Regions from separate parts of the Zea mays genome. Here regions 2 and 3 are each linked to region 1. The links are chromatin contacts, called in public Hi-C maps. All regions are on one chromosome and are shown on one strand. Each heading gives the region's core, a stretch centred on a gene start, on an enhancer-like site or on the middle of the called end of the contact. The rest is flanking DNA. Distances are from core to core; before and after follow the strand shown. Region 1 holds the start of LOC100272869 (zn-finger, RanBP-type, containing protein). Region 2 holds the start of sbp16 (SBP-transcription factor16). Region 3 holds the start of LOC100275637.

Region 1 (3,639 bases), core at 663-3,162:
TTTTATTTCATATTGAGATGATGAAGGTACGTCCTTCATAACCTTCGTGTGAAGATCATTATATCCTAATGGAGATAATGCTTCGAAGGACGAAGGTCTTTAACCATTAACATCTGTGTTGCCTTGTTCTTAACTCGTAGCATTTGAGAACAAGTGACCAACAATTTTAAAACCTAAATTTAAATGCAAAATTCAAAGAACCAGCATGAAATGCAACAAAAATTTATATGAATAACTTTATTTACCTATTTAGGCTAACATTTCCAATACGCACCACACACCTTATTATTTTGGATTTGTTAAAAATCAATCCAAATCAGTTATTAATTAATTATTCTGGATTGTTTATAATCATGTGGTTTATGGAGTGAATACTCTATTTTAGTAGATATATTGAAAGTCTTTCTTTTTATTTATGTTTAAGAGAAAAATAGTTTTGAGAAGAAGAAAATCCTTATTTAAAGGTCGTTTAGTATTGCATCTTTTTGGAGAAGTTTTCACGATTTCCCGAAATAGAATTTTGAGGTGCTACAACGCCGAAGGAGAGAGGGCAATGAGGGGTTGAGACTTGAGAGAGTTGCCAGTGCAAGGATGCGGCAGTTGGGTTGTGACTAGTGGTGGGAATATGGGTCGGGCTTTTCGGGCTAGCACGAGCACGACCCGAAAACAGGAGCCCAAAGCACGACCCGACACAAAATAATATGGGCCGAGCTAGCACGACCCGAAGGCGGGCCTGGGCCGGGCCTCAAATTCTGGCCCGTCGGGTCCCCGGCACGGCCCGCATAGATGGGCCGGGCTTAGGCCGGCACGGCCCAATTAAGCCCAATCTGTTTAATTTCTTTAATTTAGTAAGATATCGACTTTATATTGTTGTTATATTTGGAGTTTATGCAGTTAAATGATGCTAAAATTGTTTAATATGTTTAATTTAGTAAGCTATGAACTTTATATGGTTGTAATATTTTGATTTTATGTGGTCAAATATACGGGCCGGGCTTGGGCCGACACGGCCCAACAAAGGCACGACGTGGTTTAGGGCCGGGCTAGGCCACTGTTTTTACACTTCGGGCCGGCACGGCATGACCCAAAAGTTATTTGGGCTTTCCTGGCCCAAACCCGTTTGACACGAAGCACGATGAGATTGAGTCAGGCTGGCCCGGCCTGGCCCAATTCCCAACACTAGTTGTGACGACTGACGAGCATGTGGGAGAGATATTGATGAGATAGGGTTTCAGCAGTAGCTACCGACCTACCGTGGGCTGGACTGAGACCAATTGGCCGAGTCAAGAAAAAAGTGAAGCAAGTCGATGGTCCAAAGTAATTCAGAAATTGATCGTCCACGTTCTAATCGTCCGATTAATCATGACTAATTGATGATTAGTCAGATGATCAACTTTCTAATCGCTATGATCGCGTCGATGAGAAGGATCGATCGGGTATGCGGTTCCGATCACCCGATTAATCGTCGATTAATTGCTATTTATCGGACGATTAGAAAACATGGCTCCCCACAATACTTAGATTCTAAAAACACGAGAGTATGTTCGTTTCCTTCTCAATCCTTGTGGATTAAACAGAATTAAGAGTGTTTTAATCCTTAATAAATTAATTTTTTTCTTTAATTTTTTCAATTCTGTTTAATCCATATGGAACCATTATTTAATTCTCGGGTATCTAGTTTAACTATGAACTGTACTGGGCGAGAACGTCTTTGCTCGCGAGTTTGCAAGGGCCCACGTATCAGATTGGGCCTAAAGTTCTCCTCGTCTGGGCCGGCCTCGTCGTCCGAGTCGAGGAGTTGTCGTCGTCAGGTACATCGCTGACGCGGACGGCTGAGGCAAATCAAAATGCGATGTCACTGTTGTGCACATCTGAGTTTGAAGGCCAATTCACAACAAAACCCTAGCTACTGCTTCGTCTGCCGAATTCCCCCTCCGCTCGCTTCGCACGCCGCCCGTCGCCGCGGCGGCGTCTGCGATTGTCCCTCCCGCTGCAAGGAGCACATGCTTCTCGCCGCGCCGTTAGCCCGCCGCCGCCACCACCGGTTCACCTTCAGCTATGTCTTCTCAGGTACCGCTCCCATCTCCTCGTTCTCCTCGATTCCGCCGGTCGATTAGGGTTCGAGTCGGTGTCGCCGCACATCAGTCGCGCTGAAAGATTGTTAGCTTTGTCATCTGAGCTCCCCGCGCTGTGCTCACCGATTCCCCTCTGGATCTCGCCCATCCAGCGAGGTCTCACGAATTAGTGCATGGGTTTGCAGGTCGACAGGCGCAGCCAGTCCGCCGGGAAGCGCGCCCGCACCGACGGTAGGTCGCTCTGGCTCCGCCGCTAAGTTGTCTCTTGTCGCACCCTACGTATCTAAGCTGCATCTGAGTGGATTTCCCATTGGTGGGGGACAATAAACGGTGTTCTCAGGCAGCCGGCGTGAGGACGACTGGGTTTGCCCCAGCTGCAAGAACGTCAACTTCGCCTTCCGCACCACTTGCAACATGCGCAGCTGCAACCAGTCCAGGCCAGCAGATCACACGGTACATAATGGTTTTGCCTCACTTTATTCTTGCTGTAGATTGTTTGCTTGTCGCTTTCATGGAGCGTGTCTGTGGGTACTTTTGCTTGCCCGCTTGCATTTATGTCGTGCTGCTGTTGCTTGCCATTCAGAAGGCCATGCAAACCCCGCCTCACTATCCCACGTCAGGGGGTTACATGGGCCCTGGGACGCCACCATCGATGTACCTTGGTGGGGGCGCTCCCCCATATGGATCCTCAATGTTTAATGGGCCTGCGGTGACACGCTATGGTATTCCGCAATTTCCTGGGGGTTCTGCGTATTCATATGGATATGGTGGTCCCATACCAATGGGGAGCCCCTACGGGCCAATGCAAATTGCTGGGCCAACTCCATACTCTGGTGGAACTATGATGACAGCAGGTAACAGGGCTTCTCTCTATGATAGGCATGCCTTATTTTGTTATTGCCCTTGCATTAATTAATCTAGCTATTGAATTAATGCAAATCTGATGCTTTCAATAATTTATTCCATGCAAATCATAGTATGTTAAACAATTAGTTTTGCAGAATATGAGAATGTAATTTCTTTTCACTCGATCTTCATTTCCACAAATGTGGGCAATAAATAATACCCTTTGCAGTACCCTTGTGTTCTGCCATGTGTTTTCTAAACCACTTTGTTTGGTTGGGGTTATGACACTTTATACATGTTTTCCAGTTCTGTGTTTTCACGTGTTTGCTCACAAGGTTTCTCTTGCTTATTGTCCAATAAACAGGTGGAATGTATGGAATTCCCATGGACAGGTATGGGCCAATACCTGCTGGTCCTGGTCCAATGGTATGTGCTCTTGTGATTATTCTTCTGTATACCTATTACCTCATGCTAATTTAACTACTGTTGCCTTACATGAAGAACTTTCAACATGTTTGTTGTTCTGTTACTCTATTACATTTTTTGTTTGGTATTTATGATTTCTGTGATTGTGTCTACATGGATTAACTGTTATGATTCCTTAAATCTATATTTCCTGAACCTGAAAGGGCACAAGGGCTGGCTCATATTCTGATGAAGGTTCTCAGAAGAAGCCTGCAGGTATGTCTCATTGAATTTTTATTTTGACTTATTTATA
Region 2 (3,639 bases), core at 737-3,236, 340 kb after region 1:
CGTTGAATGGCTCTTGCTCTTGTTATTACCACTGCTGTCGCTGCTCCCTTGGGACTGAGATGTATTTGTCACAGGTGTTGAAGTTGCGAAGCCAGTTGAAAAAACTCCTAGCAAATCCATGGTTGATGGTACAGTTTGCTTGTCGATTCCGTTGGTCGTCTTGTCTACAGAATCATGTCCTTGCTCTCGTTGCTCTTGTGAAGTATTCAAAACGACGACTTCTGGCGAAGGAGACTTTGCCGGAGAGGTTGCGTTGTTCAATGAATTTATTTTGCTTATAATTTCCACCAGATTCTGTTTATCTGGTATGGGAGGGATGCTAGGCACTTTACCAACGTTAGAGCCTGTCATTACAGACAACAAATTCCACTATACTGGTTAAAATCACAAAAATCCTGAAACAACATGTTGAGAATGGAGTGTTAGTAGTCAGTACCTTGCAAGCGCGCAATCACTGTAATTAGATTGACAATATCTTGTGTTCTATTTGCTGCATTTTCTTGGTTTACAGGTAGCAGCAACTGTGAAGCAACATCTGTTGGCTGGGATTTTCTTCTCCGCCGGTTGTGGCCAGCAAGCCTCCGCCGGCAGCTCCTCTTACCCTCATCAAACTCCGCGAGTGGGTGAAATCTAAACGATTGATCAGAAGAACCGGCTTATTAGTAACTAAAACTCTCATAGCCTACACTCCATCGCCGGACGAGAGCGGACACCATGAAGCCATGATAGAGAAACATGCCTCTGGCCCAGCAAGCACACACGCACACAAGCCATGTCAACCGATCAAATCACAAAAACAGACTCCTAGCACTCTAGCAGCAGCATCACAACAACGAATCTCAGTTTACTGCAGTTACTGTCATTTATTTACCTACTACACTGCTGGCAGAAGCGCTGAGCCTGGTTGCCGACGACCGCCTTGGTGGTCTTGCTGTGGGTCTCGCAGACCTTGTGCCTCCGGTGGTAATCCTTGGCGCTGGTCAGATCCGCTCGACAGTCATCCACCTGGCACATCGGGTAGCTCGCGCCTCCGTTGGCAGTCCCACCGCCGCCCGGCCCTCCCCCAGCGCCCCCCGGCGATCCAGACCGCACCCGCTTGCTCGGCCTAACGACCGGCTCCTGCCCCGCCGCAGCCGAAGCTGGCGGGGACGCCGCCGCCGCCGCCGCGGGAGCCGTCGGGCTGGCGTCCATCGGGGTCGTGGAGTCCTCCTGCAGGCCGAGCTGGAGGTTCAGCGCGCCGGCCCCCTGGCGCTGCGCCTCAGCAGCCGGCTGGGGCTGGCCACCGGCGAGGCGGAGCGCATCGGAGGACGGCCTGGCGGTGAGCGCGCGGCTGTCCCAGTCCCACAGCCTGGGGTTCCAGTTCCCAGCGCCGGCCTCCGCGGCGCCGGCCGCGGGCCACGGGTGGCCGCGCTTCTTCGCGGCGGCGGCGGCGTGGGGAGGCATCGGCTGGATCTGGTGAAGGAAGAGCGGAGGGGCCACCTGCGGCCCCACCTCCCTCTGCATCGCTCCTCAAGGTCTCCGGGCCTCCCAACTCAGCCGCGGCAACCGATCAGGGATCTGCAGATGAGGTCAACCCGATCAGCGGCGCGGCAGCAGGGTACACGAGCGGCGCCGGGGTGAAGCGAGCAGCTGAGGAGAAATATTCCAGTTACCTCTCACGCAAGTCTTCGGCGCCAGTCCACGTCACCTCGCCGCCTCCCCAGCCGTCCAGAAATAGGGCCAGAGCAGAAAATATCCCTTCCCTGCCCACCTGCGTAGTGCTGGAATCGGCGGAGGATGAAGAAGTGGGAGTGGGAGAGAGAGAGGAATGTGCTGCCCGCCCTGATGGTGTGGTGCGGCGCTGGGAGGAAGGCGTGTGTAGAGAGACTAGAGAGAGAGGCAGCGGGGAATCGAGCGGAGAGAAGGCAGCAGCGCAAAGCGGGCGAGGAAGAGGACCTCCCGCGTGGGTAAGCGTCCTGGCGCGGCGACGGACGGGGGCCTGGTGGCGTGCGCCGTGTGCGTGGACGGCCGGATGGCAGGTGCGCGTAATTAGCGACCGGGCACGGGGGCGGGCCCGGACGGGTGCGGTGGGTGGTGGTGCCGCCGGCGCCGGCCCCACCCCCACGACGGGGACGGACGGGGAGGCCGTACGGGGCGCGGGTGGTACTGTACTGGTGGGGGCGGGCAGGCCGGAGCGAGAGCGATCGCGCGTCGCGGGCACCGGGCAGTCGGGCACACGTACCACCGCCACTACCACTCGTGGTCGTACCGCTGCCCCCCACCGCGTGCAGTGCGGCTCCTCTGGTCTGGCCTGGCCTGACTGACACCCACGCAGTGGCTATGCGTGCGCGCCTGCTTTGCTCTGCTCTGCCGTACGGCTTGCCTGGCCCGGCACGGACGTGGGGCGCTGCCGCGTCAAAATGGACTGGATCTCTATCGGCGTCGTAGGACGATTCCCCTGTGCGTGCCTGCCACATGCATTATTGTACTTGGTACGTGTACTGTAACATATTTACCACATGCTTCTTTTTTTTACACTTTATTATTTTTACTACTACGCGACGCTTTGGACAATCAGCACGGAAATCAAAATATGCGTACTCGCTCTAGTTCTATTTATAAGTCATTTAGGACAATTATAGGGTATCTAAAATATAGTTTTGCCCGGTATTTTTTATCAAAATATAAATGAAAATATTTATGCTTTTAACAAAATACACTTTAAGATAAATCGATGTATGTGACTATTAAATTTTTTAAAATTAAATAACAGAACGGTCATTTATACTCAAAGTTACTCGTACGCTTTGACCAATATTGGGCCCTTGGATGTCTTACGGTTGTGGCAAGGCCCGTCATGGCCTATCTGATCCTGGATGTCCTTTAAGTAGTTTGTTGGTTGGACACGAATGTCTCAAGCGCCATTCTTATTGTTCGTTTCATTCGGCGCACGCCTAATCAAAAGCATGTGTCGAACGGTCAGAGAACCATCAATGTGTTACCTCCGCATAGAGATCTATGGTACCTCTAGACCGTGGCGCCTAAGAGACTTTTGAGGTTTATAAGACCTAGGTTGATTTACCTCACAACGGGAGTTGCTCCATGCGACCACGGTATGGACTATGGTCGGGATTTGTTGAGGCGACCGAGGTCGGGCCCAACTTGGTCGCGGAGACCAGATCAGATCGTTCGAGATGAGCGAAATCAAGACCGACATGATCGAAGTGCCCCGGTGGAGATTACTTGGTATGATCGAGGTTTTGTTGTTGGTTCTTTTATCATTAAGGACGTATTCGATTATTTACATCCCATATGAATTGGATGGGGATGCAAATAACTAGTTGAGATTTTGAGTTTTTATGGATTTAAACTTATCTAGTCCCGTCCAATCCACATATATTGACATTAAAACGAACATGCTTAAAGTGGGTGGGGGTCGATCGTTTTAAGGTACCCTTGCATCGGTAGTAACTTATTTGAAACAACAATTTGAATCTAGATACCCATTACTCATATCTCTACTACTTATTAAGGCTGCAACAGTAGTTTGCCATTCCCGTGTTCTGCCACCATTCACATCTAGCTAAAATTAAAAAAACACATATGTCCTCAAGGGGATTTGAACTCGTGACCTCTCAAGCAAAGGCCAAGAGTAGCTAC
Region 3 (3,639 bases), core at 759-3,258, 300 kb before region 1:
TGACGTGGCTGGCGCACCGGACATTGTCCGGTGTGCCCATCAACAGACAGCCTCCCCAACGGCTATGTGGTCGTTGAGGGCTATAAATACCCCCAACCACCACCACTCCAAGCATCCAAGTTTTTCAGACATCTCATTCAATGCAAGAGCTAGTGCAATCAATACAAGACACAATTCAATAGAATCAAAGCCTCTCCAAGTCCCAAATCCACTCCAAACACCTAGTGACTAGAGAGAGTGTTTTTGCTCGTGTTCTTTTGAGCTCTTATTCTTGAATCGCTTTCTTCTTCCTCATTCTTGTTCTTCAAGTGACTTGTAATCAAAGCAAGAGACACCAAGTCTGTGGTGGTCCTTGTGGGGTCTAAGTGACCCGTTTGATTAAGGAGAAAGCTCACTCGGTCTAAGTGACCATTTGAGAGAGGGAAAGGGTTGAAAGAGACCCGGTCTTTGTGACCACCTCAACGGAGAGTAGGTTTTCAAGAAACGAACCTCAGTAAAATAAATCACCGTGTCATCCGCTTTATTTCTTGGTTGATTTGTTTTCCCCCTCTCTCACGGACTCATATTTTTTTCTAACGCTAACCTCGGCTTGTAGTTTGTCTTTTAAGTTATAAATTTCAGATTCCGCCTATTCACCCCCACTCTAGGTGACTTTCAACAATCATAACCATTGAGATCAATGGGTTGTCATATCCCGCCATGATAAGAATGGCCATATGTGTGCGCCGCTCTGGTGTCTTAAGTCCCGGACCGAACGACACACTTCAGTGAATACCAAACAACATGATATAATATCTATAAAATGATATTAAAAGACGCAACAGTTTCTAGGCTATACCGATATGTGAGGTGTCACAAGGTCTAGGCCCACCAGAAGGGCAGTCCGGTAGTGGATCTAGGGGCCCTTATCAGCACCTAGGGGAAGGCATACCCTCGAGGCCATGACCGTTGTCAGGACTTGCATAAGGATCCTCTTGAGAAGATCTACAGACCATAAAAAGAATACCAAATTGGACCTAGCGATCCCATATGCCTCGGGAACACTCCAAGGCCCCTCACATCTAGGGACGTCTAAAAGGCAACCCTTAGGACCACTCACATCGTGGAGGGCTCCTCACGACCCAAGGAATCTAACAGGTAGACCTCTGTGGCCCCCTCTGGCCTTGAGATCTGAGACGGAAAAAATTTCGCGCCCATGCCCTAGGGCATATGACAAACACAACCATCAAGGGCCCTCGCCTCCGAGGGCACCTAGTATATAATCATCGGGCCCTCACCCCCGGAACACAATTCTAAACTCTAATTCAGTGACATCCAAACAATAGAATTGAAATTACATCTCATTTCAATGACATGCCTGATTTGGTATTCAACTCAATTCAATTCCATCCACTCCAATATTGGCATCTAAATGGAGCATTAGGGACATTTGATACCTTAGTGTCATTGCCATGACATCATCGTATCCTTCCTAAAGGCGTAGATTTAGAGATACTGCATTGCTCTTATTTATGTTGAGGACAAGTCTGCCATCGCTAGTCTCTAAGCAGATGAAGGGGTCGAAGGTTGTTGCAAAGAAAGGACGAATCAAGTTTGAAGAAGGGCCGGGGTAGGCGAAGTTTTAAAACTTATTAGGCGTTATTTGGTTGAAAAGGCTGCTTAAAGTTATGGGGTGTGAATTATAGGCTGTGTGAAAGCTAAAAGGCATCGCAGATAAAAACAGATGTAAAGGTGATTCGAGAAAATTAGCTAAAAAGCAAATTTCAGATGTGACTTTGAATTGAACTCAGCACCTTTCGTTTGCTTTTGAAGTGATCCGCTGGAAGTTTGGGCCCGTTGCGTTTGCCCAGGGCCCAGGACCACGTTGACCGTGCAATGGATGCGGGAGAACGAGTGCCAGCAGCAGGTGGATTCGCGTGGGGCCATGGCGTCAGAGAGCGTTAGGCTTACTTCCACTCCACTCGCTGTCGCTGGGTTTATTATCCACGAAAGGAGAAGGAGCGGTGGAGAAGAGGAGAAGGTACCGCAGCCGCACAGGCACAGCTCCTGCGGCATGGCGCAGTGGAGCAGCGTGGCCGCGAGCCTGGACCGGTGGATTGGGCTTGGGCTTGGGCCATGCCGCTGCGGCTCACCGCCGGCACCGTCCCGGGCGGCGATGCCACGGCGCGGGCGTGCGAGGAGGAACGGCGGCAAGGTCGTCGGATGCGCGTCCGTCCCGCGGGAGCAGGCCGAGCTGCCGCCGCTTGCCGTCGACGGCACCGAGGTCAGTCATCGGTCTCAGCACCGTATTACGTACCTCAGAAAGCAAGGCCGGGCGCGGCAAAGCTGATGCTGCCGCATGCGTCTCTTGCCTTGCCGTGAATCGATTTGTCCCAAGGAAGAAGGCGTAGGCGGGTGCGGAGCGTGCGGCGGCGCGGGGTGGGTGCTCTGCGACTTCTGCCAGGGCAAGAAGAACAACGTCAAGTCGGAGACCGGCAGCCGGGTGTACCGCCGCTGCCCCACCTGCAAGGCTGTCAGTAACAAAGACTATTTCTTCGCCTCCACTCCATCTCTTCTTCTGAATTCTGATGGTGTTACATGTGTACATGCATGCATGCAGGCGGGCTTCATCCTGTGCCCAAGATGCAGGGTGTACAAGTGCGTCACCTTCCCAGAGAGCACTGAATCGTGAGCGTGTCATGGTGGTCGCACGTGTTTGTTCCAAATCCATGTATGAGTCTGCAGAAGAGATCTGTGTGAATTACTACTATTATCTTCTGAAGATATTTAAAGGAGAATTATTATATTCTGACCGTGTTTACAGTAGAACACCTGTCTGTGCACGTATACAGTTTTAATTTCACACGCAGAGATGCTCGCTCTTCCTTCAGACATGCTTGGTGCCTGTTTGTTTCGGCTTCTAGCAGCTTCTGGCCACCAAAAGCTGCTGCGGACTGACAAACGCTCAGCTTTTCAGTCAGCTTCTATACAATTCATTAGGGCAAAAACCATCCAAAATCAACATAAACACGTAATCGGTTGAGTCGTTGTAATAGTAGGAATCCGTCACTTTCTAGATCCTGAGCCCTATAAACAACTTTATCTTCCTCCACACGTAATCGTAATGATACTCAGATTCTCCCCACAGCCAGATTTTCAGAAAAGCTCGTCAGATTTCCGTCAACGCGTTTCGATCGCCTGACAGAAAAAGAAAATGGACGATGCTTGAATGGGCCTACTCAGCTACACTGGTACGGCATCGGGACTGGATCCCTTTTGTGGTGCTTCGAGATGGGCTTCGAGATGGGCCGGCCTGTTCTAGTTCGCGTCGTCGTCCGGCTCGGTGTGTGTGTGTAATTTTTACCGCGCGCAGAACATCAGCTACGGCGATGGGTAAGTGGGTAACGAGCAGTACTGCAGTACCGACCGAGGTACGGGAAGTACCTAAAAAACACAGTATGTACTGAAGAAAGCGGGAACATAAACGGATGGCGTTGCATCTGGACACGTCGGGCACCACCACGTACAAGAGTTTAAAGAGATAATCTATAATTCTTTCTCTTGTAGCTAATAGATTGATGGAGATAAAAAGGTGAGGACGAATATAAACTCAAGTATCAACGGAGTGCTACGACTCTTTCTTTTCTCACTTCAGTTCCG

The links. A called contact is a pair of places that touch in the nucleus more often than the background predicts.
Region 2: a contact with region 1 is called in a Hi-C map of endosperm, with 3 times the contacts expected there. The contact joins the promoter of sbp16 here to the promoter of LOC100272869 in region 1. A contact is called at or near these places in 3 of 25 Hi-C or Micro-C datasets (bundle sheath, ear and endosperm).
Region 3: a contact with region 1 is called in a Hi-C map of ear, with 2.5 times the contacts expected there. The contact joins the promoter of LOC100275637 here to the promoter of LOC100272869 in region 1. A contact is called at or near these places in 5 of 25 Hi-C or Micro-C datasets (bundle sheath, ear, leaf and 2 more).

The regions. Positions count from the first base shown.
Region 1 is chr1:194,117,965-194,121,603 of Zm-B73-REFERENCE-NAM-5.0, reverse strand. It overlaps LOC100272869 (zn-finger, RanBP-type, containing protein), which reads left to right and starts at 1,912. Exons shown (of 11, transcript NM_001147322.1): 1 at 1,912-2,070; 2 at 2,261-2,306; 3 at 2,416-2,528; 4 at 2,659-2,929; 5 at 3,286-3,347; 6 at 3,551-3,602. The coding sequence starts at 2,059.
Region 2 is chr1:193,777,079-193,780,717 of Zm-B73-REFERENCE-NAM-5.0, reverse strand. sbp16 (SBP-transcription factor16) reads right to left here and starts at 1,986. Exons shown (of 11, transcript NM_001350289.1): 1 at 1,653-1,986; 2 at 872-1,557; 3 at 437-630; 4 at 1-344. The coding sequence starts at 1,503.
Region 3 is chr1:194,421,722-194,425,360 of Zm-B73-REFERENCE-NAM-5.0, reverse strand. It overlaps LOC100275637, which reads left to right and starts at 2,008. Exons shown (of 3, transcript NM_001374080.1): 1 at 2,008-2,263; 2 at 2,378-2,512; 3 at 2,600-2,805. The coding sequence starts at 2,054. The coding sequence ends at 2,671.